7 separate regions of the Mus musculus genome follow, and regions 1, 2, 4, 5, 6 and 7 are each linked to region 3. Evidence: chromatin contacts called from public Hi-C, HiChIP or PLAC-seq and promoter capture Hi-C data. All regions are on one chromosome and are shown on one strand. The core of a region is the stretch at or near the end of the contact, and the rest is flanking DNA. Distances in the headings are between cores, read along the strand shown.

Region 1 (2,978 bases), core at 468-2,967, 1.1 Mb before region 3:
ATCATGGTCCAAAGAAAAGTTGTGTTCTGTGAATGGAAGTTTGCAATTATTGATCCAGGGAGGGATGTACTTAGTTCCTTCTACTTCTTCCTCCTACGTATATACCCAGACCCTCCAATCAGAGTAAAAGTAGAGGGCTTTTGCTCTTCATTAATAATCTGTTATAAATGGGTATTCAATAATTATTTTTGAGGTGTGAATGAATGAATTTGGCTTGCACTGGAGAACAGCTTTGAACTCTCCTTGCTATGGATGCTCCTCAGAGGTCTTCTTGGGTGTTCAGTGGACAGGGAAATGCAAGGTAGCCTCATACTGGCTCCATTTCCTCCACATTATAAAAGGGAAAATTTTCCTCTACTCTATTTTTAAAATGAGATATAATTCATATATCTTAAAGGTAAAACTTTTAAGCATGCAATTGGGTGATTTTCATATAATCACCAGGTTATACAGGAGTCTAATCCAAGAATGTTGTTCTTGAGCCAAGAAGACCCCTAACCCAACAGCAGTTGCTCCTGGTTCTCATTTTTCCCCAATTGCAAACACTACTTCATTTCTCTGTGGGTATGTTTCCTCTGAACACTTCATTTAAGTGCAATTATACGATGAGTTGCCTTTGTGTCTAGTTTCTTTGACTTAGTCTGAGCTGGCAAATTCATCTATATTAGAACATTTATATCTATTTTCTTCCTTTTTACGATTGTTATTATAGTGCATACTCTGTTTATCCTTATATCATTTGGTGGGCTTAGGGACTTTGAACACATTTGGGTTATTATGAACCTTACTGTACAATTCTAGTAGACTCAGCATAGTTGGAAAGAGTAACACATGCCCTTTACTTCACAAGGATCAGAAGAGATCTGAATTAACTCAACAAAGTCTGCTACCTACAGTGACTCCTCTTTCCCTTGATTTCCTTTATAAACCTACTTCTGGGTAGAAAGGCACATCGATGCAACAAAGGCTCACTTAAAATACAGTGAACTCTTCTTTTTCTAATCAACTTGTACTAACGGGAAGCTAGAACACATTTAATCAGGCTTCAGCTCATTTTGTGGACAGCTGCAATACAATTTTCTGTGTTTCCAGGCTTTCCTTGGCAGAGACAGGTGGGTAGGAAACTGCCCAGCTCCTGTGGGAGGATCAGTTATTTATTTTTTTCTTCAGGATACAGGAAGAAGGAAGTAAAAAATTGTTGATTGCACTAGTGACTTAATGTGGCATTTTGATTCCCCTATTCAGCCTAGTTTCTGCTTAGTCCCGATTCTCCAAAGCAAGTCACTTTGATAATACAAATGGTTCCTTTTCCTATGTGAACACATATTCATATGGATCTTTTTTTGCACCCAAACCATTAATGATCAAAGTGTATTTCAACCCTGGACACAGCTTACCTGTTGCCAACCCAGATTAATGTCTCATCTCCATCCCTCCTATAGCAAGACATGGAAAAATTTGTGTCTTCAGTCCCTATAGCATTATACAAAGTCTGACTTTGGTCATTCCATATTTTCTCTTCCCAAGTTTTCAGCCTCTAGTTATATATAAAGAGTGGTGGGTGGATATCGGGTCAGATAGCTGGAGTCAAAAGTGTGAGGCTCCTGGCATGCATCACTTTTGCACATTGCCTGCCTGTCTGTGCAAGATTGCACAAGCAAGCCAAGCTGCCCACAACTGGCTAATTGCGGAGGCAATCATCGCCCCAGCTCCTTCCAAATGAGCAGGGAGCAGCTAATTGTGCTCACAATTGGCTGATTGAGCTCACAGTCAGTAAATTGCTGCTGCAACTGTTTGTGCATACAATTTTGCACCTGGGAGTAATCGTGGGCGATAGGGTCTAACACACTTTGAAAGAACATGAAACAGTACAACATCTGAGAAATTCAACACCGTCTAGCCTGCTTTGCAGAATTTGAGCTGGGGAGGGGAGACACACTTCTTTCCCTGGACTTGGAGTAATATGGTTCCCCAGAGTCTATATTATAACTTACTACCCAGGTCACCCCATATCATGTGTCTTTTAACCTCATAAACAAAGCCAACTGGTCAACCTGAAAAATACTCTCAGCAAATGGATTGTAGAGTGATGGTTTTAGGAAATGCATTCCGAAGCCTGTATATATTGGTTCAAATGTGAATTCCTCTACTTCTTTGCTGGATAGCCCTTGATAAGGTTTGATTTTCCTTATCTGTAAGATGGTGATGATAAGGAAAAACTGTGTGCGACATGACTAATAAACAAACAAACAACAAACAAACAAACCACAAAACTCATCTGTGGGTAAAAATTCAGTCATGACTTTTCACTCCTTGGATTACTTCACCTTTTTATTTTGAGATGGCCATTGTACATTAATGCTCGTGCCAGAGTCTGTGTTTCCTCCTTACCAGCTACCAGAAAATGGAGGTAAGCAATTAACTCCTGTATAGGGCTGTCGGATAGATTCAGTAAGACACATATATTAGAAGGGCACAGTTCTTTGGGAACACAGTAAATGTTCTCTCTGCTGTCATTAGTACTGATGGTCTTATAGAGATTGTTAGGGACAGCATGGCTTTTAGTTCAAGCATCACTATATAGCTAATGTCCACAGTGTGACCTGCCCCTACCCAGTACCCTGGCAGAATGGATCCCTTTAGACTGAATGGAGGTGTGAGAGTCCTGCAGTCAGCTGTCATGCGTGGGACCTTCCTGAATCTAAATGAGGAGAGACACAGGCACTGCTTCTTATGTTTGCCTTGCCCTGGCTCATTTCTTGGTTCCTGATAGAGACAATTTTATAGGGTTCTTACTCTCAGCAAGAAGAAAGAGATAAGGACAAGCTTTGGCAGGATCCGGAAATTAATCCAGGGGAGGCAGACATCATGTCTCTAAATGTAATTGAATCTTCCTGGAGTCTGATGGAGGCGGGGGATGGAGCAGAGACCTTCTGACTTTCAAATCTGTAGGGAGGCGTGGGGGTGGGGTTATATCT
Region 2 (3,051 bases), core at 463-2,962, 1.3 Mb before region 3:
CGGTGGGGGGAGGGTAGTGCTGTTGAGAGAATAAACCAAAATATCCCATGGTGTGTAGTCAGCATCCTGTACAGTGAATACTCAGTCAGCTGTAGTTCTTATTGTTTTTGCTTTTGCTGCTGCTGTTGGGTTCGACTTGGGAGAGAACCTGGGATTATTTAAACGAGCTCTTCCTCTTACTTTGTCCATTGCATGACACCGTAGGTAGCTAGCTGTCCTTTCCATTAAATTCTGCTGACAGGTTGCCTAACGCTTCACAGTCTCCATCCAGATTGCAGATACGAACCACTGGAGGTGTCAAATGTGGCGCCATCATATGGTGAACCAACGAGAGATAGAGCTCTTAATAAGGACAATAGTCTTGAGCTGAGAACTGTGGGCCTGTATACCAGAGGCTTTCCATGGAGATCTCTGGCCTGCCTGGTGTGAGAGTTCCTGGAAAGGGAAGCGAGTGCAGGCAGGGAGGGGAGGTTGCTTCCGCTGATTCTGCTGCTGCAGTTGGCTCTACCTCCGATTCTGCCATGCCATCCGGCTACTTGGTTACTCTGAGCTGCCTTGCACTGAGTTGGGTCAGGCTGGGCCAGGGAGAGGCCGACTAGCCAGTGAGGAGTGCAGCAGAGTTTCAGGCATCGTTTTGGGAGAGCAGATCTCTTCCCAAGTGTTACAGCTCTTAAAACAAAAGGCTCAGAAGACAGAGTAGTTCTTGCACACCTTTAATTCCCTCGATAGGATTTATATACAGTTTTGGGGGTGATTCACGGTTTGAGAGCAGGTACCTCTCATTGGCTTGGACTGAGAGCTTGGGGGAACCTTATTTGCATGTGGGAAGGCTTGGTGCTGCTCCTATGTGACTGATAGCCACACACCTCTCCTGTGGGGGTGGGGTGGGGTGGGGATGGGCAGTAACTTCAACAGGAGTCAGGGACCCAGGAGACATACATGGATGCTTTCCATCCCATGCAGGTGGAAATCACCACCCATCGGGTCACTGGGGTCCCAGACCTTTGCCTGACTGGAGACCAGGCTGTCTGTGCTCAGCCCACTGCCCGACAAGAACCTCTGAGTTAGAACAGAGCCACACCGGGCAGAGTTAAGCATGGAACTGGCACTTGGTGCTGTACTTGAGTTGTGAATATATATAAAATGTGGCATGTGAGTGACTGGGGTCGGAGTGACAGCTCTGGTAACTAAACTGGTTAGGCACGGTTTTCCGTGACTTGCCTGTGTGCTCCTGTCTGTGTGTGCATATGTGTCCTTGTATGTATGCATGTCTTTTTGTATACTTGTATCTATTTATGCCCAGTGTGTGTGTGTGTGTGTGTGTGTGTGTGTGTGTGTGTGCGTGTGTGCATGAGGAGTTTAAACTATAGAAACACACATTCACAGGCTTGATTAGTATAGTTGTTGGTATGAAGCAGTCACTATTTGCTGAATGAATTAATGTGTGTATGTGTGTGTGTGTGTGCATGTGTGCATGTGCGAGTGCAGCTGTTTGGCTTTCTGAGAGTGGGGGTCCTATGTCTGATTGCTTGTTTAAGTTTCTCTAACTAGAGGGACAATGAGTTTTCTTGTCCTGCTTCGACCCCGCCACCCTCTTCTCTGAGACTCCCATGCCCAGAGAGCTGTCCTTCTGAGCAGCCCGGAGCCAGCCCTGATGCGGACCTTTGCTTTTGCGTGTCTTCCGGAGGACACAGATGGCAGGAGCAGAGAATCGGAAGCACTTGGCAATGAAGCAGCAATTCACTCCGCAATCCCTTCTTATTCATCTCAACAAAGCCCACTCTGATGGCTTCGGAGCGCTGAATGCAGCTTTCAATGTGCAATCCAGCAGGAATTACTGTGCTGTGTGGCCCTCATCACGTCCACTTATTGTCAAGTGTTACCGAGAATTCTCACACTCGGCATGAGGGAACCACTTGTTTTAGTAACTGATTTCCGAAACCTCCTTTCTGTTCGGGCTTTGGTGAAGTGCCTGGCGACGTCTTATTGTTCCTGGTGTGTGTTCTGGACCTTAGTGTGCTCTGCTGAAGTATGTAAATTGCCATAATGTGAGTGAATGAGATATAAAAATAACCCAAGGGCAGTGAATGCTGATTCTGTTTTGAGGTCTAGCATCATCTCCTGGCAGCCAGGCAGGAAGAACAGACCTGATATAATATGGAGGGTATTTTTTTGAATAAACTGATCCCTGCCCAGCCTTCTGTCCAGCTGAACTATTCAGGAAGAGCAGGCAAAGCTGAGCACAGAGGTATCAGCCTATAACCCTAGTTTGGGGAGGCTAGTGTAGAAGGATCATTGGGAGTTGGAGGCCAGCCTGGGCTACACAGTGAGTGTGAGACCAGGCTGGACCACATAACCAGATCTTGTCTTAAAATAAGCAAAATTATCAGAACCACCACCACCACCACCATCACCACCACCACCACAACAACAACCACCACTACCACAACAAAGTGCAGGGAGCCCCATCCTCAGGAAAGTGGCAGGGCTAGGAGTCCACTGGGCGTCAGCTGGTCAGCAGAACCAGTAGTGCTGGAGCTGCTTTTTCTGTTGCTGTGTTCAAATATTCTGACAAAAGGAACTTACTGGAGAAAGGGCTTGTTTTGTCTCCTGGTTCCAGGGTACTCTCCATCATGTTTAGGGATGTCAAGGTAGCAGAACCTTGCTGTAACTGGCCACATTGCATCCAGTAAGTGAAGGACAGTGAGTGCTGGTATTCAACTTGCTTATTATTCTTATTCAGTTCAGGATTCCAGGCTACCAGAATGGTGATGCCCACAGTGAAGGGGGGCCTTTCCAGCTCAGTTAACCCAATTAAAACAATCCTTCCCCCCTCCCCCGTGGGCTTGCCCAGAAGCCCATTTCCTAGGCTTGTCTAGATCTCATCAAGTTGACAGCTGAGATTAACCATCATGGGTGAGTTTGGTTCTGGTTGATGATGGCTCGGGAGGCCCCAGGCTTCCGGGACAATGCATATCCACTGATGGTTCCTTTGCTTCTTCTGTTGGAGGTCGACTCGCACGAGAGGTTTTTCAGGCTAGCAGGTCAGAG
Region 3 (3,101 bases), core at 294-2,793:
AGCCAAGGTTCTCTGCCCGCCCGTGCTCCCGCCTGACTCCCGCGACCCGCGCGTCCTTCCTCCCTCTAGCTCAAGTCAAACAGGTCAAGGCCGGGGCCATGGCAGGGACAGGGAGTCCAGGGCTAGGGGCGCAGAATAGGGAGTCTGGGCCAGGGCAAGGGCGGGGGCCGGACCCGCCAGGACTCACAGAAAGAACTCAGGAGAGGAGGGGCTGTCGCTGGTGGAGCCCGCCTCCCTGAAGCCGGAGTTGGCGAGTTTCTCGCACTTGACCTTGTAGGCGTCTCTCTCGCGGGCCAGCCGGGACACCTCCTGCTTAAGCTGCTCCACCTGCTGAATGAGCTGCGTCTTCTCGTTCTCCAGGTGATGTTTCTGCTGGACGCGTTTATACCTGCACGACTGGGCGTAGCCCCGGTTCTTCAGGGTCCGCCGCTTCTGCTTCAGGCGGATCACCTCGTCCTTGGTGAAGCCCCGCAGGTGGCGGTTCAGCTCACGCACCGACATGGACACCAGCTGGTCATCAGAGAAGCGGTCCTCCACACTACCGTTGCCGCCCGCAGCCGTCGCCGCGGCTGTTGCGTGCGGTCCCGGCCCCGGGTGGCTAGTGGGTAGCTGTTGCGCGGGACTGGCAGCGCTGGACGGCGGGGGCGACGCTTGGTGATGATGGTGATGGTGCGGGTGAGCGTGCTGGCCCAGGTCATCGTGAGTCACACCTGCTCCTGGGTACCCGTGGTGCGGATGAGGGTGGTGGTGGTGGTGATGGTGGTGCGCACTACGGAAGCCGTCGAAGCTCTGCAGCGGCTGGGGCACTGGGTGCGAACCGATGAGCGCCTCCACCGCGTCCTCGGGCGTCAGGTTGAGTGCCTCGGGGTTCATCTGCTGGTAGTTGCTCGCCATCCAGTACAGGTCCTCGAGATGGGTCTTCGGTTCAGTCGGACTGAAGCTGGGAGAAGAAGGCACGGAGCTGCACGGAGTGCTGAGCGGGGTGGACGACACCGAGCCAGCAGGCTGCAGGCGTGTGCATGGCCGGCCCGGACGCTCCGCGCGCCCCAGGGGCTCCTTCTTCACGTCGAACTTGAGAAGGTCGAAGTCGTTGACGTACTCCATGGCCAGCGGGCTGGTGGGCAGCTCTTGCCCCATGCTCAGCTCCGCGGCCATCGCTAAAAGCGAGGCTCAGCCGCCGCTGCCGCGGGGAAAACTTTGCGGCCGGCCGGGACGCGCCGAGCCAAACGCGGGGGCGAAGAGCGGCAAGCCGGGGAGGCGGGGAGCCGAGGGCGCAGCGGGCCGGGGCCGCCGGCCAAGCCTTTGTCTGGGGACGCGGCGGCGCGCCGGAGAGTCCTCCCGAGGCTGCCTGAGCTGCCCCGGAGCTTGGGGCTGCGAGCGCGCCGGGAACGAGTCAGGTCGAGCCGGGGCAGGGTAGAGAAGCCGGCGAGGTGCGCGCAGGGGCAGAGGGGAGGCGCGGGGCAAGCGCCCGCCGCTCGCTCTCCGACTCTTTGGCTCTAGGGCTTTCTTGCTTGCAGCCGCTCGCAGCCCGGCGGTGCAGCTGTGCAGGAGCTGGCGCCGCCGCCGCCTTTTATCGCTTCCTGATGTCACTGGAGCGCGGGGGCCCAAGCGGCCCGGCGTGTTGGCCAATGGCTGCACGGCCCCCGCGGCCCAGCGACGCTGGGCGGGGCGTGCCTGACAGCTCCCCCGCCCCCCCGCGTCAGCTGACTGGAGACCGGAGGAGCCCCGAAGCCGTTGAGGCCTGGAGGAGGGCTGGAGCCGAGTGGGACGGACCGCCTGGTCCCAACCCCCAACACCCTCTGAGTCGAGGTTCCCGCACGCTTGCCTTCAGTGCGCGCCCCACTTCTGGACCAAGCCGCCGTTCCCACCCCGCTGTCTGCACTCACGCCTCCCTACATACTCTTTACACTCCCACCCTCGGCCCGTGTCACCCCCAAGTAGGCTCAGAATAAGCGCCCGGGATGTCGCTTCCCTGGCCCTTTGTTCCCAAGCGGCCCCCGCCCAGTGGGCGACGCTCCGTGTGTCCTCGGCGCCGCGGGCCGAGTGAATGTGTGTGGTGCGTGCCTGTGTTTCGGTAGCTCTGTCTGCGCTAATGTATGCGGTGGGGGAGGGCGGGGTTGGGGCTCCAAGAGTTCTGTTCAGATCTAACTCTTAACCTCTAGGAAGGTTCCTCGGGCCAAGAGACGCTGTTCCTCTCTTAGCCGGTTCAGTGATTGAGCTCAGAAGACAGAGCTCCAGTGGTCTCGCAGCTCCGTGCATTCGCCACCCCCCCACACACACCCCCAAACGCTCCCAAAGAAGATAAACAAACAAACAGAGTTGGCCCAAAGGCTCTGAATACCTTTCACTTGCCAGTCGTGTGGAAACCTTACAACTCCGAGGCTCAGAGCCGAGACCAACACCGGTCTGTGCACTCAGTGGCTCTGGGATGCTGGGGAACCCGGCCCTGTTTTTGTCTGAACGTTTTGTAAGGATTAAGCTGATCCAAGCTTCTGACGGCTGCAAGGAGATTCAAACAGGCATAAAGTGCGACCCCAAGTGGCCACGGTGCGCAACGGCGCCCTGAACCGGTTTGTTCTTTGCGGGAGGGAAGGCTTGGATGGCGTCTCGGACCCGTGCAGGTCCAGCTAACTGATCCGGCCAAGCCAGGCCTGAACGCAGGCTGTGTGCGGCCTGAAAGCCAGGGCAGACTCCTCTGGAACTATGCACAGGCCCTCCGACCCCATCTTTGGACTCAACCACTAACCCTCTCTGCTCACCTTTTCTGAAATTCCATATGCAAGCCTTCCAGGTGTGCTTGTGGGCTACTCCTCTCAGGAAAGGTCCTGAGCTGGGAAGATCAGTATTCTAAACTGAAAACGCCAGGTGACGAAGGTTCAGGGCTACCGGATGAGAAACTTCTCCGGAACGCAGACGGGAGGAGGAAGGCAGAACACTGGGCTTTCAGACAGGGCTGTTGGGCGCCGACAGAGACTCCCTGCCCTGGGCCAGAAGGGCAGGAAATGTGGGACTTTCCTCAGACCCCGACCCCGACCCCAAAAGTGAATAGATGTCGAATTCGCTGGATCCGGAGATCCGACCCGGCTCCCACGTCGCTTTTT
Region 4 (3,297 bases), core at 38-2,537, 1.1 Mb before region 3:
GAATCAGTCTTTCTTCAACTCTGTTTGGCTTGTTGTCTGCATCATTTACTTTTCCCATGAGCTCTTAGAAGCTGTTTCTAGGAAGATTCTGATTAGAACCCAGCACATCATCACAGAATGAAGCCAGTGGAAGGCATATTCTCTGTGTGGCATAGAAGGTGAAACAGTTTGGGGATGTCTGACAAGCTCTAAGCAACTACAGTAGCAGTATTTGAGTGAGGCTACTTCGTCTCTGGGAAATTTGATTCCATTCCACAAATCCTTCTCCTACTCATTAAGACACCTACCTCTAAAAAACATCTGGTCAATTAAATTTAAAACAGTAGTCAAACCAGTTGTTGGCATTACATGGTCAAACATCTGGACATATGAAATTTTAATTATATGTTTTAACAGCATGATGGCTTAGCCTCAAAATCAGTTGCCAAGTAGAAGACATGGATCTTTACTTTTTGTGGAAATTGGATGGGTTGAAATTTCTGTATCAATTCACTATTTAAAAGTCTGTATCCTAACGTTAGAGGGGCACAGGAGTCTCCCTTCCTAGTTGTGCAATTTTAGTCCTGAATTTCAAAACAACAGTAATAACTTTGGGGGCTGGAGAGATGGCTTAGCACTTAAGAGCTCTTGATGCTCTTGCAGAGGACCTGGGTTTGGTTCTGAGCACCGGCATAATGGCTCACAGCTACCTGCAACTCCAGTTCTAGGGGATCTAATGATTTCTCCTCCTGACCTCTAAGGCCACCAGGCATACATGTGGTCCATATGCATACATATGGGCAAAACATTCACACGCATAAAATAAAGAAGTCTGAAAACAAAATCATTTTGTTGTTCTATGGGTCAGTTGACAAGCCGTGGGTATTCCGTAGATAATACGTACATGGAATTCTAAGTGGAGTACAGGGAGCCTACTTAAAATTATGGGTCTGGCTCCTGTTACTCTCTAATGGCCATGTGATGTATGCTTCTATTAGATAAAGTAAGAGGTCAATCTATACATTTCTTACAAGGCAAGGCATTTTGTCTTTATTGATGATGCTTGACACATGTGTTCCATGCGCAGGTGAGACACATGTGATAATAATGCACTATTACTGTGAGTATTCCTGGAGTCTTGTTTATCACCTGTCTAGGTGTGTGATGAAGATGACTTGGGCTAGGGCTCTAGCAGCAGACATTAACAGACACACCCAGGAGGCAAAACTGACAACACTCACTGATGCATGGGCGGAGAGGCCAGCAGATGCTGAAGGAGTATTTCCACCACTCCTACAGGCAATTCTGGAAGGGCATGTTTTGGTTGACATTTTAAATTCTGATTGAGCAATCCAGGTTTGTATCGACACTTCCTTTCTATTTTTTCGCCCCAAGAGTCCAGAGCAAACCTATTGTTTAAGTCTCTCTTGACTTAGCTTGCTTCCTTGACCCATCAAAAATCTTTACCCCGGCAAGAGAAATCTTTGGCACAAGGTCACAGAATACCTTAAAAATAGTCCTCCAAACACAAGCACAGAAAAACCCAAACAAAACCCATCTTTGGCCATATGTTGTGATGTGGCAGCCAAGAGCAGGGTCCACATGGTGCTAGCGGGGCAGCCATGTCCACATATTGCAGTCAGTATGTGAGGGGCGGCACTAATGATCCTGACATCCTGTGGAGGCCTGCTCTGCCAGCCTGCTAATTAGGATCTGCTTAGAGGGGCTATGGCTGGGCAGCCAGACCTTCTCTGTTGCCAGCCGTTCCTTCTGTGTGTTCCTTCCATGCAGCAACTTAGCATAGTGTATGTTTTTAAAAAATTACTGTTATTATTATTTTAATTTTTATTATGGGTCATTTAAAATAAAGACAAAAGAGAAACAGGCTGTCTGAGGCACTAGATGGGGTTAAGCATAGCTAAAGCCATGACTCTGCTGACAGAAGCCCGGCCAACCCTCCTTGGAAAGGTGCAGACCTTGTACAACAGTTCATCTTCAGGGAGTTAGTGGAAGGTCTTGCCCGAGAGGAGGGGCTTGAATCCAGTTACTGCCTGGGTGGTCTCAGCCTGGGTCCTCGGTTGGTTCCCAGGCTTCAGAAGGCCATCAGCAAGAGGTGGCAAGCACTCGCTGATTGTCAAGCTTCGAAATGTTCAGGGAAGATGATACTTCTTTGACAGCTTAAAAGCTACCCATAAGAGAAGGTGTCATATGAGTACATCAGATTGTGGGTTTTGGCTTTCATAGATCATAAAATTTCAGAGAAAAATATAGAGTAGAGGTCATTTGAAGGAGCTTTTAAACTGTAGTAGATGATAATAGTCCTGGATCATACATATCATGTTAGCGTTGACTCATGGGACAAGATTGGAAGCTAACTTGTGGCAAGGATTTGTGCTTGCCTCCTTTACAGTGCAAAGAACCCATCCCATTTAGGGATGTGGTGAGGGCATCAACCAAGCCCCATGCCCACATAGATTCTCTAAAACTAGTGCAACCAATTCATGTGCTAGGATAGCAGTGGACAAGTGTGTAAAGAACCAGATGGTAGCTCCTTTATACTTTGTAGGCCATGTGTCTCTAATGTTAAGTATTAAACTCTAATATTTTATTGCAGAAATAACCATAAGTAATATATAAATAAACAAATACTACCGATGTTCCAATAATATCTCACTCACCAAAACACACTCTGGACTGATGTGGTCTGTGGATCACAGTCTTCTGACTTCTTCCTAGAAAATGATGTGGAAGAACCTCCTCCACAGATAGAATGTAGACACACATACCAGACCCAGGGCATTTCATGCATGTCTGTGAGGGGCAACTCTAGCTCACTCGGACCAAATAAATTCTTTGTATGGCTTCATACCCAGGGAACTGTGACTAAGAAAGACACATAGAGCATCTCACAGGCTTCTTGCCAACTCCTGAATGCCTGGATAGTTCCTACAGAACGAAGTGACATGAGTGTCTATAAGGGCAGCTGAGGATAGAGTACCTTAAAGGAACCCTGGGAATTGTTCCACTATGGAAGTAAGGTCTTGTGACAGACAGGTTATATTTAGAAAATTTATCTTTTTGTAAACTAGAATGAGTTTAGCATTTCCCTTGGTTTTGCCCTCTGCATTCCATAGTGACCTCCTTGGGTCATCTTTATCCTCCCCAGTCCTGGCAGCTACTGGAATACAACCATGGCTGTGATATTCCCTGGCTTCACACCATCAGTGCATCAGTAGGACCTTTGTCTACAGGATAAATTCCCAGCCAAGGCCTTTAGGTTCATTCAGTTTTTGCACAGTTCTAGCTACACCAAGTTAT
Region 5 (3,307 bases), core at 119-2,618, 1.2 Mb before region 3:
TCATCTTGATAGTTTCACATTAGCTGCTGATTTCTTGGGTTTCAGTCACTGAACCTAAGACATTAGATGCAGGGTATTAGAATCCGTGGTTTATATACGGTGGGGGCATTGCTGCTCAACGACGAGATCAGTCTTATCAGTTCCTATTTAGGATTTGATGTAGCATTCTCATACACCTTCCCATGTATTTCCATAGGATTTTTAAGCTTAAGTTAGAAGTACCTGGGTTCCTGACTCTGTTGTCAAGAGAGTTCATTAGGAGCTGGACGTAGAAACAAAAGACGAACTGGTGGCAGAGCAAAGGTCTGTGCCTTCATCATACAGCGCTTTCTCCATGACCTTAGGGATATCCAGAAATAAGCTAGATCAGCATCCAGCTCTCTGGGCTTACACAACTGCTGGAGGATGGATGAACCCGTGTGCGGTGGTGGGAACATAGAGTTGCTGCCCCCTAGTGGTGAGTTGGATTCGGCCCTTGGCTCTTGTCATTTGTACCCCTAGTTTGGTGTATACTTCTGCTCGGCTTTAGAGGAAGTTGGCCCCATGATCCTTTGTCTCCTTTCTGTCTAGAATATTCCTGGGAAGGTCCAGACTTTGGTCCTGTTGATGGTTTTGGGATTTTCTCCATAGAGATCTGAGAAAGTAGAAGGTTGATTGCTGTCTTCACGTACGTAGATGGGTTTCCGGGTCTATTTTCTTTGTTGTTTTCTACCATGATAAACAACACAAATTTCTAATATAAAGTGATTTCACAGTGGAGTGTGGGATCATTAGGAAAATTTCTCATACTGCGCATAGTTTCTGGTCTCTCAAATTTTGGTAAAACTGAAGTATCTATTCTTTCATATTTCTGCAGAGCAGAATTTGATGTGCATAGCCCTTTAGGAAAAATTTAAAGTGCATCAAAGTACATTCAGTTAGGAGATTTGTAGTTATTTTCTAGGTAAAATGGTAAATAATATTTATAATAAATCTAAGATCAAATAAAAATGTCTATGCTGTTACGTGTCTGTAGAAACGGAGGCTAATAGACTTTCAAGAAATTCCACCCATACAGGGGTCAAAACCAAAAATTACAGCTATTTTAAATTTCTCTAAATTTTCTATAGTTTTATTTCTTTTCTCATGCATCAACATTTCTGGGCCTCGTCACTGCAGTTAAAAAAAAATTATCTGGCCTTTCAGCTCAAATCACAAACCCCCAAATCGCACTTCCTCAAGGCTGCAATCTGAGCGCGTGCAAAAGAGGCCACGCTCCAGCCAGAGTGAACACTTTGGTTTTGTTGTTGTTGGTTTTTTCCTCTCATTTCCTTTGACAGCATCCCAAGTACCACCGCGCGGCAGGAGGGGAGATGTCAAGTGGAGGTGAACTCCCTCTCAAGTCTGCTCTCTGATGTGGAGAGGGGGTAGGGCACTTGGAAAAGAGGGTTGATACCTCAGCCATTTCTAAAAGTGGAAAATGATAACAACCTCAGGAGGACCGGCCATACAAAACAGCCACGCCGGTGACTCTCGTGCCCAACCCGCATCGGCCCAGGTGGTACTGTGGCCTGGCTGGAAAGCAGGGCCATTCCACAGAGACGGGGCTTGTGCCCCAGCCCCATGCCCGGTGTTTACTTAGGTAGAGACTGGCCTTCAGAAAACCTGCAAAGTGGGCAGGCGGGGTTCCACTGAAAGGCAGTCTTCAGAGCCACGCTGGCCAAGCTCCATCCCGTGTGGGCCGAGAGCTTCCCCTCTCTCTTTTCAGGGACCTGGGCTCATTTGCTTGACAGTGGTGACCACCAAAGCCTCCCTAGGAGCCCTCTTCTTGTTTTACCCCAGGATGCTTGCAGGAGCTGCAGTTAGGGATGGCCATATCCCCCTTAGAAAGGAGGAGAATTAGGCTTGACCAGGTAAGGCCTAAAGCATGAAGCTTGTACACCCCCAGAGGCCAGATTAACAGCATCTGATGCTAAATACCACAGCCTAGAGCAAAACTACAGACTCTGGGATTGTCCTTTCTCTCCAACTCAGGTACTGTTAAGCCAAATGGTCTCTCTTTCTTCTTCCATCCATCCATCCATTCTTTTTTTTTTTTTTTTTTGGTTTTTCCAGACAGGGTTTCTCTTCTTTCATTCCCTCTGCAAATATTTACAGGGCACTTGTTGGGGGCGGGAACTTTCCTCCAGTGCTACAAATATAACGGCAGATCCTCCTGATTCATGGAAGTTACTCGGGCAGAGAAGATAGCCAACAAGCACAGCAAACACGGAATGTGAGAGTTTTAGCTGGGGGTGGGGGACAGGTACTGGAAGGTTGTCAGATATGGTGGTTTCAATATGTTTGGCCAATGGGAAGTGGCACTATTAGGAGGTGTGGCCTTGTTGGGGGAAGTGCATCACTCTGGGGGTGGACTTTGAAGCTCTGCCCAGTGTGGAAGAGTCAGTTTTCTCCTGTTTGCCTCTGGAACAAGACGTAGAGCTCTCAGTTCCTCCAGTACCATGCCTGCCTAGATACTGTCATGCTCCTGTCGTGATGATAATGGACTGAACCCCTGAACCTGTAAGCCAGCCCCAGTTAAATGTTGACCTTTATAAGAGTTGCCTTGGTCATGGAGTCTCTTCACAGCAATGGAAACCCTAACTAAGACATCAGATAAGAATATCTGTAGGCTGTTGTAAGAAAAGATACCCAGAAAGACATGGTGGCATGGGCAGAGAGTTGTCCAATGGCATGTGTGTGAATGCAAATAAAACTCCCTTTCTGGAAGTTTTGCTTCTAAAGTTAGTCTACACTGATCTTACATTATATATGTTATTTCTACAGTCTTGGATATAAAAATCAGGGCTTTGTGCATGCTTCACAAGTGTTCTTCCAAGGCAACACCTTCAGCCTTGAGATTTAGCATCTCATCCTTCGGCTTTGTGATCTTGGCTTGGGTACCAAGTTCTCAAATGAAATGCACGATCTAGCTTTCCTCCGCTAAGGCATGCTGTCAACTTCTTGACCACCATATACATTTCTATTGCAATTGAATCCTTGGCTATTAGGGCTATGTGGAATATTAAGTGGAGTGGGGTTATGATGGAGAATGATGTCTCATGATTGAGAACCAGGAATTGTCTTTTAAAGGCAAGCCAACAGCAGAGTTGTGTGTGAGTATCTGTCTCAGGCCGACTTCTTGGGAGTCAGGTTGAAACACACTCCTTATTATGGACATCTATGACCTAAGTATTAACAAAAGAGACACATTGCTATTTTTTGACAAATGGAAGAGTTTATTTATTTTTTAATTGTTTGTTTTTATTTTATGTGCATTGGTGGTTTG
Region 6 (2,996 bases), core at 37-2,536, 1.1 Mb before region 3:
GCCTGCTGCTGCAGAAGCCATGATCCCTGTAGTAGTTTAGCACTGCCGTTAGCTCTTCCTTCCCAGGACACTGGCTAGTGACCCCTCACTGGCCCTACCTCTGCTCCTTCTCTAAAGAGTTTGCCTCCTCCACTCTGATTACCTTGCCCGAGGTTCTTTCTCTGCTGGTGGGAGTCTTGCCCAGTTGTCTGAACTCCCTTAGATAGAGAATGAAGTGAAAGTTGTAGGTATGTCTTCTTAATCTCTTTCTTATCAATATCAAACATAAGCCTTAACTGTAATTTCTATGTAGGTTGTGGAGTCATCGGATTGCAGACAGATGACAATAAAGAGAATGGCAATGCCATAGTGATCAGACAAAGCCCATTTTCTTGGGGACAGAGGACTTAGAACATACTTGAAATAAGCATCATTTGCAAATTCCTTCAGGAAGCAAGCTCCAGAAATTGGACATTTGCTTTATCTGGCCATTCAAAGCTCTGTCAATCACCAAAATAATGCCACTACACAGCTAAGGTACCAGCACCCCTTAAAAGGTGACCTATGTATTCATCTGACAGAAGTGTCTGCCCTGGGAGTCCAAGAGAGAGACCGAGAAAACTCGGCTCACACAACCAAAAGCCGCACAATCAGCACAGAGCCTAAATTTGTCTCCAAGATTCAATTAAGACCAATCCAGTTCCTGATTAAAGAACCTGACATCCCTCCAGTCATAAATATTTATGCCTGATAGGCTTTCTTCTTAACAGCAAACAATCTGCAGTGACAACATTGGAAATATGAATACACTCCTGGTGATGACTCCATTATCAGTACTAATAATAACTTAACAGTTTCCGCATGTATCGTGCTGAGACACATGCAAATGAGGGGCTCATCTGTCAAAAGCACTTGAAAGTGGACGGGAGGCTCTGTCAAACACTTTGGGTGCAGCCGACGAGACCTCATTTTAAGTACGATGGTGTCATGTACTCATTTGCTGGTATGATGTTCTGTGCTCATGTATCACCCTTCACAAATCAGCTTGGCAGACCCAGGAAGTGCCTCCGTGAAGCCAAAACATCTGGATAAGACTCAAAACTCCACTCTTTCATCAAGTCAGCCAGCCAGACATTTTTCACCATATATTTGTTTAGTGCCTACTGTCTTAGACGGGTGTTTCATCTACACGATGTCAAGCATCCAGATGAAAGACTGATGCCTTTTCATAATTCATCTAGGAGTTTGGGTACCAGGAAAACACAATGCTCCTCATAACATCTGCAACATCTGTTATTAGTTTAGAGGTTTCAGATTTCTTGTGGGCAACATTTCTTGGAATCGCACTGAGCGTGTTCCAGAACACTGGTGATGTCTAGCGTCTGGCCTCATGTTTCTGCCCTCCAGAATTTCCAAAGGTATAGACAACTGAGCATAACCCATCATTTTCTCTAAATTATGCTCTCTCAAACTGTAAAGATTTCATCTAAATTTGGATTTATGGGCAAATGCCACAGTGAGCATGAACAGCTCACCACAATACCCAGATCTCCATTACTTACCAAGGGTTGTAATGACAAATTGTATGTCAAACATGGGAATGAGTGAGAGATGCTGTTTTAGTGTCAGACTTACCACAGGCTTCCTGCCAGATACAGTTAAGAGGAGAATGGGCTGAGCTTATCTAAGCTATCATGTTCTACATGAAAAGCAAGAGCTGGTTTTTTCATATCTTTTCATGTCTGTGAAGAATTGTGCTGGAATTTTGATGGAGATAATGTTGAATCCATAGATTGCTTTTGGTAGGATGGCCATTTTTACTATGTTAATCCTACTAATCCTTGAACATGGGAGAGCTCTCCATTTTCTGAGGTCTTCTTTGATTTCTTTCTTGGGAGATTTGAAGTTCTTGTTATACAGATCTTTCAACTGTTTGGCTAGAGTTCCACCAAGATATTTTATATTATTTGTGACTATTGTGAAGGGTGTTTTTTTCCCTATTTTCTTTCTCAGCCCATTTATCATTTGTATAAAGGAAGGCTACTGATTTGTTTGAGTTAATGGATGGAACTAAGAAAATATCATCCTGAGTGAGGTAACTCAGACCCAAAAGGACATGCATTGTATGTGCTCACTAATAAGTGGACATTAGTCAAAAAATACAGAATACCCAGGATACAATCCACAGAACTCAAGAAGGTTAAGAATCAGAAGGGCCCAAGTGAGGATGCTTCAATCCCACTTGGGAGGGAGAAGAAAACAATCACAGGAGGCACAGGGAGAGAGAGAGAGACCTGGGTGAGAGAAGGAAGGGGAGGGTAAAAGGGGAATATGATCAGGTATGGTGGGGGAGACAGGAGAGAAGTCCCGAGGGCCAGCAGAATGCATGAAAATATGTAGCCTTGGGGGATGAGGGGAGAAGGGGAGGACCCTTTACAAAGTACCAGAGTCCTGGGAACTCAAAGGGAGGGACCTTAGATGAAATGCCCAACAATTAGAAGAGGCAACTTGTAGAGTCCACCTCAGTCAAAAAACGGCATTAAGTGGAAGGATGGGGTTGCCATCCCACAGTCAAAACTTCTGACCTAGAATTGTTTCTGTCTAAAAGAATTGCAGGGACAAAAATGGAGAAAAGACTGAGGAAAAGGCAGTCCAGTGAGTGGCCCAACTTGGGATCCATCTCAAGGGGAAGTTGCAAGATCTGACACTATAACTGATGTTATGGTGTGCTTACAGATAGGAGCCTTGCTTGGCTGTCCTCTGAGAGACCTAACAAGCAGCTGACTGAGACAGATGCAGATACTTACACCTAACCATTGGACTAAAGTCAGGGACCCCTGTGGTTGAATTAGGGAAAGGCTGGAAGAAGCTGAGGAGGAGAGTGTGGCCCCATAGGAAGACCAGAAGTCTCAACTAACCTAGACCTCTGAGATCTCTCAAACACTGAGTGAGCTACCAACCAGGCAGCATACATGAGCTGGTCTGAGGCCGCTGACACATATACAGCAGAGGACTGC
Region 7 (3,165 bases), core at 574-3,073, 1.4 Mb before region 3:
TGTGGGGGCCTTGATATCACTCATTGGCTGTAATACTTGTGGTGAATTTGATTTAAAAAAATAGAAAAAACATTTAAATTAGTTTAAATAGCTAAATCCATTGGCTCATGTGACTGATTAGCTCACAGATAGCATACGTCATGTGTGGTCTGATCAAGGTGCTGTCTGGTTTTCTTAATCCATGTGTTGGTTTTATTCCTTGTCTGCTAGGCAAGGTTGAACTGCATTTTTCAGATTTTTCCCTTTTGCTGTGTGCTTCTTCACAAATGAATCACAAATGTCAGGCAAGACCTAAAGGGTAGAAGAGAAATAGCAGCTGTTGGTTTGGGCTTTGACACTCAGAAAAAAAAAAGCTCAATGTTTGGGGCAAGCACATGACATTAAGGGAAAGGTGATAGCTGTCCTGTGGCATAGTTCATCGTCTGTCACTGTCTAGGAAGCTGGGTCAGGATGGCTGGGCTCAGAGGACACCTCAGGAGGAGGTGAGTCCATGGTAAATTAACCCATTGCTTCTCCCTATCACTGCACTTAGGCATTTCTAAGGGGAAATTGCCCCTCTCAGGGGATGGCCCTTGGTAACACCTTGTCTGAGGTTGGTTGGTATTTCCTCCTACCAAGAGCCTGACCAAAGGGAGAGAGCTGTGCTGTGCTCTGGTCCACATCGGGAGAGGAGTCCTTTACTGCAATGGAGGAAGAATTTGATTTCTGACTTACTTAGCAATCCTGTGTACGTGAACTGCTATAGGCATCTGTGTGGGAGCCTTCCCTTGCTGTTACCTTGTCTCTCTACTCATGGAGCTAGCCCTGGATCATGGACATCACCCAGATTCCATTTCATAGCCACAGAATTAAGTAGCACCAGGATTGTTGAGTCAACACAGCTTCCAGTGAACCCAGGTGCAAGGCACGGGGGTGGGGGCGGGGGAGGAGAGGCATCTGAAAGAGGTGACTTTGGAAAGATGGACAGAATTTGGGGAGGTCAGTGACTAAATGAGCCCTCCCCAATGGTACAATGATCTAAATACAGACACAAGGGCAAGAAGAGAGTGCTGGAGGAGATGTGTGAGCATCAGTTCTGGCCTTGTTACCACCTGTGTGGCCTCCGTAGGGAAGAGTGCTACGAGATGCCCAGAGCCAAAGAAGGGAAGGAATCTGGGTTTCAAAGTGGAGAGAGAGACTCCAATGTATTATGAACCAAGAATGGAACCTGGTGAGTCTTGGCCTTGACATAGGTAAACTGAGGCACTGGGAGCCTTCCCTAAATCTTCCATGGTCCTTGGCAGAAAGCTGTTTCCTAGAACTCAGAAAGGTGGGAGGTAATACTTACCGCTGTGTTTCCTAAAAACCCTATTGTGTGTGTTCTGCTGCCAGATGCCCCCTTCTAACACAGTGCTCTGGTACCCCCCACCCCGGCCTCTAGTGCCCGATTCAGTGTTGATGTGTGTAAGCGCATGTGCACATCTGCAGAGCTGACGATGCAGAGAAAAAAGTACATTTTAGAAAGAGAGAGGAAATATGGCTTTTTTTTCTGCGTGGGGCCCTGAGGCTGCAGCCGGGCAAAGTGCTGGCCTGTTCTAGCTCATTTTTATGTTTTTTTATTCAGAATCTTCTGTCCCGGAGCTGATGGCAGAAAATGTGCGGTAAAATGCGGGGAGGCCGCTGGGTAATGGCCCCTGTAAAGTGTTAATTGCCTATTGAGACTGCAGACTTTGTCGATGCCAGGGACCGGAGCTATTGACAGGCTCTTATTTATTCTGGGCCCACAAAGCGGGCTCCTCCTCTGCACAGGCTTCCAATCAGTCACGCTTCCCTGGACCCGACAAGAGGCACCAGTCAATACGTCTGTTTGCAACCTTAACCCTTTGAAGGTGGCAGTGTGGTCTGTGGGTCTGCCTGGTTCAAATGTTTCATCACCAGGGGGACCTCTGCAGGCACCGTGGTTCGGAGGGAAAGAGTCCGCAGACACTTCAAGATGCTGATGCTCAGGGAACCTGGTTCCTATGCTGTTTCTATCCTCCCTGGGAAGGACAGTAGGGCTCACTTAAAGGGCTAGCCTCAGGAAGGCTGGGTAAGCTGCTGATCACAGTGACACCCCCCGCAGATCCCAGAGGCCACACTGAGGCCCCACAATGTGACATATTTGGAGAGAGAGAATTAAAGAGGGAGTTAGGTTGAAGTGGGTGCTGGGGTGAACCCTAGTCCAAGTATACTGGTGTCCTGGAGCTGTGTGCAGATTGTACAGACAGAAAGCCCACGTGAAGACACAGAGTAAAGGCAGCTAGGACAAGGCAGGGAGAGAGAAACCAGCTCGGCCCTCATCTTGTCCTCTCTGTCAGGACTGCATAGTTTCTAAGCGTTTATGTGCACTGCTGCCTATGATATGGGCATTACCTGGTATTGCCCTTTGAAAAGTCTATGTCATCCTGAGCAGTCACAGGCCTTTTGATGGAGGATGTAAATATGGAAGACATTGTAGTGACAGGGGGAGGTGTTAATTATTGTCGAAGGTACGAATGAGCTTGGCAAGCCCGGCGTGGTGGCGCACGCCTTTAATCCCAGCACTCGGGAGGCAGAGGCAGGCGGATTTCTGAGTTCGAGGCCAGCCTGGTCTACAAAGTGAGTGCCAGGACAGCCAGGGCTACACAGAGAAACCCTGTCTCGAAAAAAAAAAAAAACCAAAAAAACAAACAAACAAACGAATGAGCTTGGCACATGCAAGCTTGTGTAGTGTGGTCCAGCCTCCTTCTTTGTAGGACTTCTCAGAACCTTGAGTATGGGCAATGGGCCCTGGATATTCTAAAATGCAAATGAGCCCCACTGGTGGTCAGCCATGCCGGATGAGAAGAGAGATCTCCCCAGGACAGGGTTTCTGGTTTATGCCCTTCTGTTTTAAAAAGGACAAGAGCGGGGCCTGGGAGACATTTTGAGGTTCTGTGCTAAGATGGGGGTCTGTATAAGGAAGTGGTGGGACACCTGCATTCTCCATGGGGAGATACCCTGGGGCAGGCCCCCCACTCTTTAGTTCTTTCTTTCCTTCGCCTGCCAGCAAAGCACTGACTGGCAGTTGTACCAGCCAGAGCCTGTGGGCTGTATCAACTACCATCCTCTGCTTTACAGGAAAGGAAGAGAGAGGAAATGAGTGAGGAAGAGAGAGGAGATGGGGCA

The links. Promoter capture Hi-C pulls out the DNA fragments that hold promoters and counts their contacts. A called contact is a pair of places that touch in the nucleus more often than the background predicts. HiChIP or PLAC-seq counts read pairs in DNA pulled down with a chosen protein or histone mark.
Region 1: a contact with region 3 is called in an H3K27ac HiChIP or PLAC-seq map of SST interneurons, with 14 times the contacts expected there. The contact joins the enhancer-like site here to the promoter of Mafb in region 3. A contact is called at or near these places in 7 of 39 promoter capture datasets (3T3-L1-derived adipocytes, the C10 cell line, cranial neural crest and 4 more), 1 of 484 Hi-C or Micro-C datasets (palatal mesenchyme), 7 of 115 datasets of contacts at active chromatin or transcription factors (SST interneurons, astrocytes, craniofacial prominence and 4 more) and 2 of 9 other capture datasets (adipose tissue and embryonic stem cells).
Region 2: a contact with region 3 is called in an H3K27ac HiChIP or PLAC-seq map of SST interneurons, with 35 times the contacts expected there. The contact joins the enhancer-like site here to the promoter of Mafb in region 3. A contact is called at or near these places in 11 of 39 promoter capture datasets (the 3T3-L1 cell line, 3T3-L1-derived adipocytes, the C10 cell line and 6 more) and 8 of 115 datasets of contacts at active chromatin or transcription factors (SST interneurons, craniofacial prominence, embryonic forebrain and 4 more).
Region 4: a contact with region 3 is called in a Hi-C map of cerebellum, with 1.7 times the contacts expected there. The contact joins the enhancer-like site here to the promoter of Mafb in region 3. A contact is called at or near these places in 6 of 39 promoter capture datasets (the 3T3-L1 cell line, epiblast stem cells, frontonasal cranial neural crest and 2 more), 3 of 484 Hi-C or Micro-C datasets (cerebellum and uterus), 7 of 115 datasets of contacts at active chromatin or transcription factors (SST interneurons, astrocytes, embryonic forebrain and 4 more) and 1 of 9 other capture datasets (embryonic stem cells).
Region 5: a promoter capture Hi-C map of hippocampal neurons shows a contact between it and region 3, with 13 times the contacts expected there. The contact joins the enhancer-like site here to the promoter of Mafb in region 3. A contact is called at or near these places in 12 of 39 promoter capture datasets (the 3T3-L1 cell line, 3T3-L1-derived adipocytes, the C10 cell line and 6 more), 4 of 484 Hi-C or Micro-C datasets (the AtT-20 cell line, cerebral cortex, myocytes and 1 more), 10 of 115 datasets of contacts at active chromatin or transcription factors (SST interneurons, astrocytes, embryonic forebrain and 5 more) and 1 of 9 other capture datasets (embryonic stem cells).
Region 6: an H3K4me3 HiChIP or PLAC-seq map of craniofacial prominence shows a contact between it and region 3, with 7 times the contacts expected there. The contact joins the enhancer-like site here to the promoter of Mafb in region 3. A contact is called at or near these places in 8 of 39 promoter capture datasets (the 3T3-L1 cell line, the HPC-7 cell line, cranial neural crest and 4 more), 7 of 115 datasets of contacts at active chromatin or transcription factors (SST interneurons, astrocytes, craniofacial prominence and 4 more) and 1 of 9 other capture datasets (embryonic stem cells).
Region 7: a contact with region 3 is called in an H3K4me3 HiChIP or PLAC-seq map of embryonic forebrain, with 13 times the contacts expected there. The contact joins the enhancer-like site here to the promoter of Mafb in region 3. A contact is called at or near these places in 6 of 39 promoter capture datasets (the C10 cell line, cranial neural crest, embryonic stem cells and 2 more), 1 of 484 Hi-C or Micro-C datasets (cortical neurons) and 8 of 115 datasets of contacts at active chromatin or transcription factors (astrocytes, embryonic forebrain, embryonic hindbrain and 5 more).

What each region holds. Positions count from the first base shown.
Region 1 is chr2:159,248,559-159,251,536 of GRCm38.p6, forward strand. No RefSeq gene overlaps it. Among named protein-coding and RNA genes, the nearest start is that of Gm25090, 110 kb to the left of the region's middle. Within about 2 kb of position 1,718, at least 6 of the 459 cell types and tissues checked have an H3K27ac peak or open chromatin away from gene starts, as enhancers often do. A contact at or near this core is called in SST interneurons and second pharyngeal arch cranial neural crest, where this site is marked.
Region 2 is chr2:159,079,524-159,082,574 of GRCm38.p6, forward strand. No RefSeq gene overlaps it. Among named protein-coding and RNA genes, the nearest start is that of Gm25090, 58 kb to the right of the region's middle. Within about 2 kb of position 1,713, at least 25 of the 459 cell types and tissues checked have an H3K27ac peak or open chromatin away from gene starts, as enhancers often do. A contact at or near this core is called in SST interneurons, neural progenitor cells and stem cell-derived neural progenitor cells, where this site is marked.
Region 3 is chr2:160,365,522-160,368,622 of GRCm38.p6, forward strand. Mafb (v-maf musculoaponeurotic fibrosarcoma oncogene family, protein B (avian)) reads right to left here and starts at 1,544. Exons shown (of 1, transcript NM_010658.3): 1 at 1-1,544. The coding sequence starts at 1,155. The coding sequence ends at 184.
Region 4 is chr2:159,280,109-159,283,405 of GRCm38.p6, forward strand. No RefSeq gene overlaps it. Among named protein-coding and RNA genes, the nearest start is that of Gm25090, 140 kb to the left of the region's middle. Within about 2 kb of position 1,288, at least 3 of the 459 cell types and tissues checked have an H3K27ac peak or open chromatin away from gene starts, as enhancers often do. A contact at or near this core is called in cerebellum, where this site is marked.
Region 5 is chr2:159,163,748-159,167,054 of GRCm38.p6, forward strand. No RefSeq gene overlaps it. Among named protein-coding and RNA genes, the nearest start is that of Gm25090, 26 kb to the left of the region's middle. Within about 2 kb of position 1,369, at least 3 of the 459 cell types and tissues checked have an H3K27ac peak or open chromatin away from gene starts, as enhancers often do.
Region 6 is chr2:159,308,840-159,311,835 of GRCm38.p6, forward strand. No RefSeq gene overlaps it. Among named protein-coding and RNA genes, the nearest start is that of Gm25090, 170 kb to the left of the region's middle. Within about 2 kb of position 1,287, at least 2 of the 459 cell types and tissues checked have an H3K27ac peak or open chromatin away from gene starts, as enhancers often do. A contact at or near this core is called in craniofacial prominence, where this site is marked.
Region 7 is chr2:159,001,273-159,004,437 of GRCm38.p6, forward strand. No RefSeq gene overlaps it. Among named protein-coding and RNA genes, the nearest start is that of Gm38630, 94 kb to the left of the region's middle. Within about 2 kb of position 1,824, at least 35 of the 459 cell types and tissues checked have an H3K27ac peak or open chromatin away from gene starts, as enhancers often do. A contact at or near this core is called in cortical neurons, embryonic forebrain, hippocampal neurons and 1 more, where this site is marked.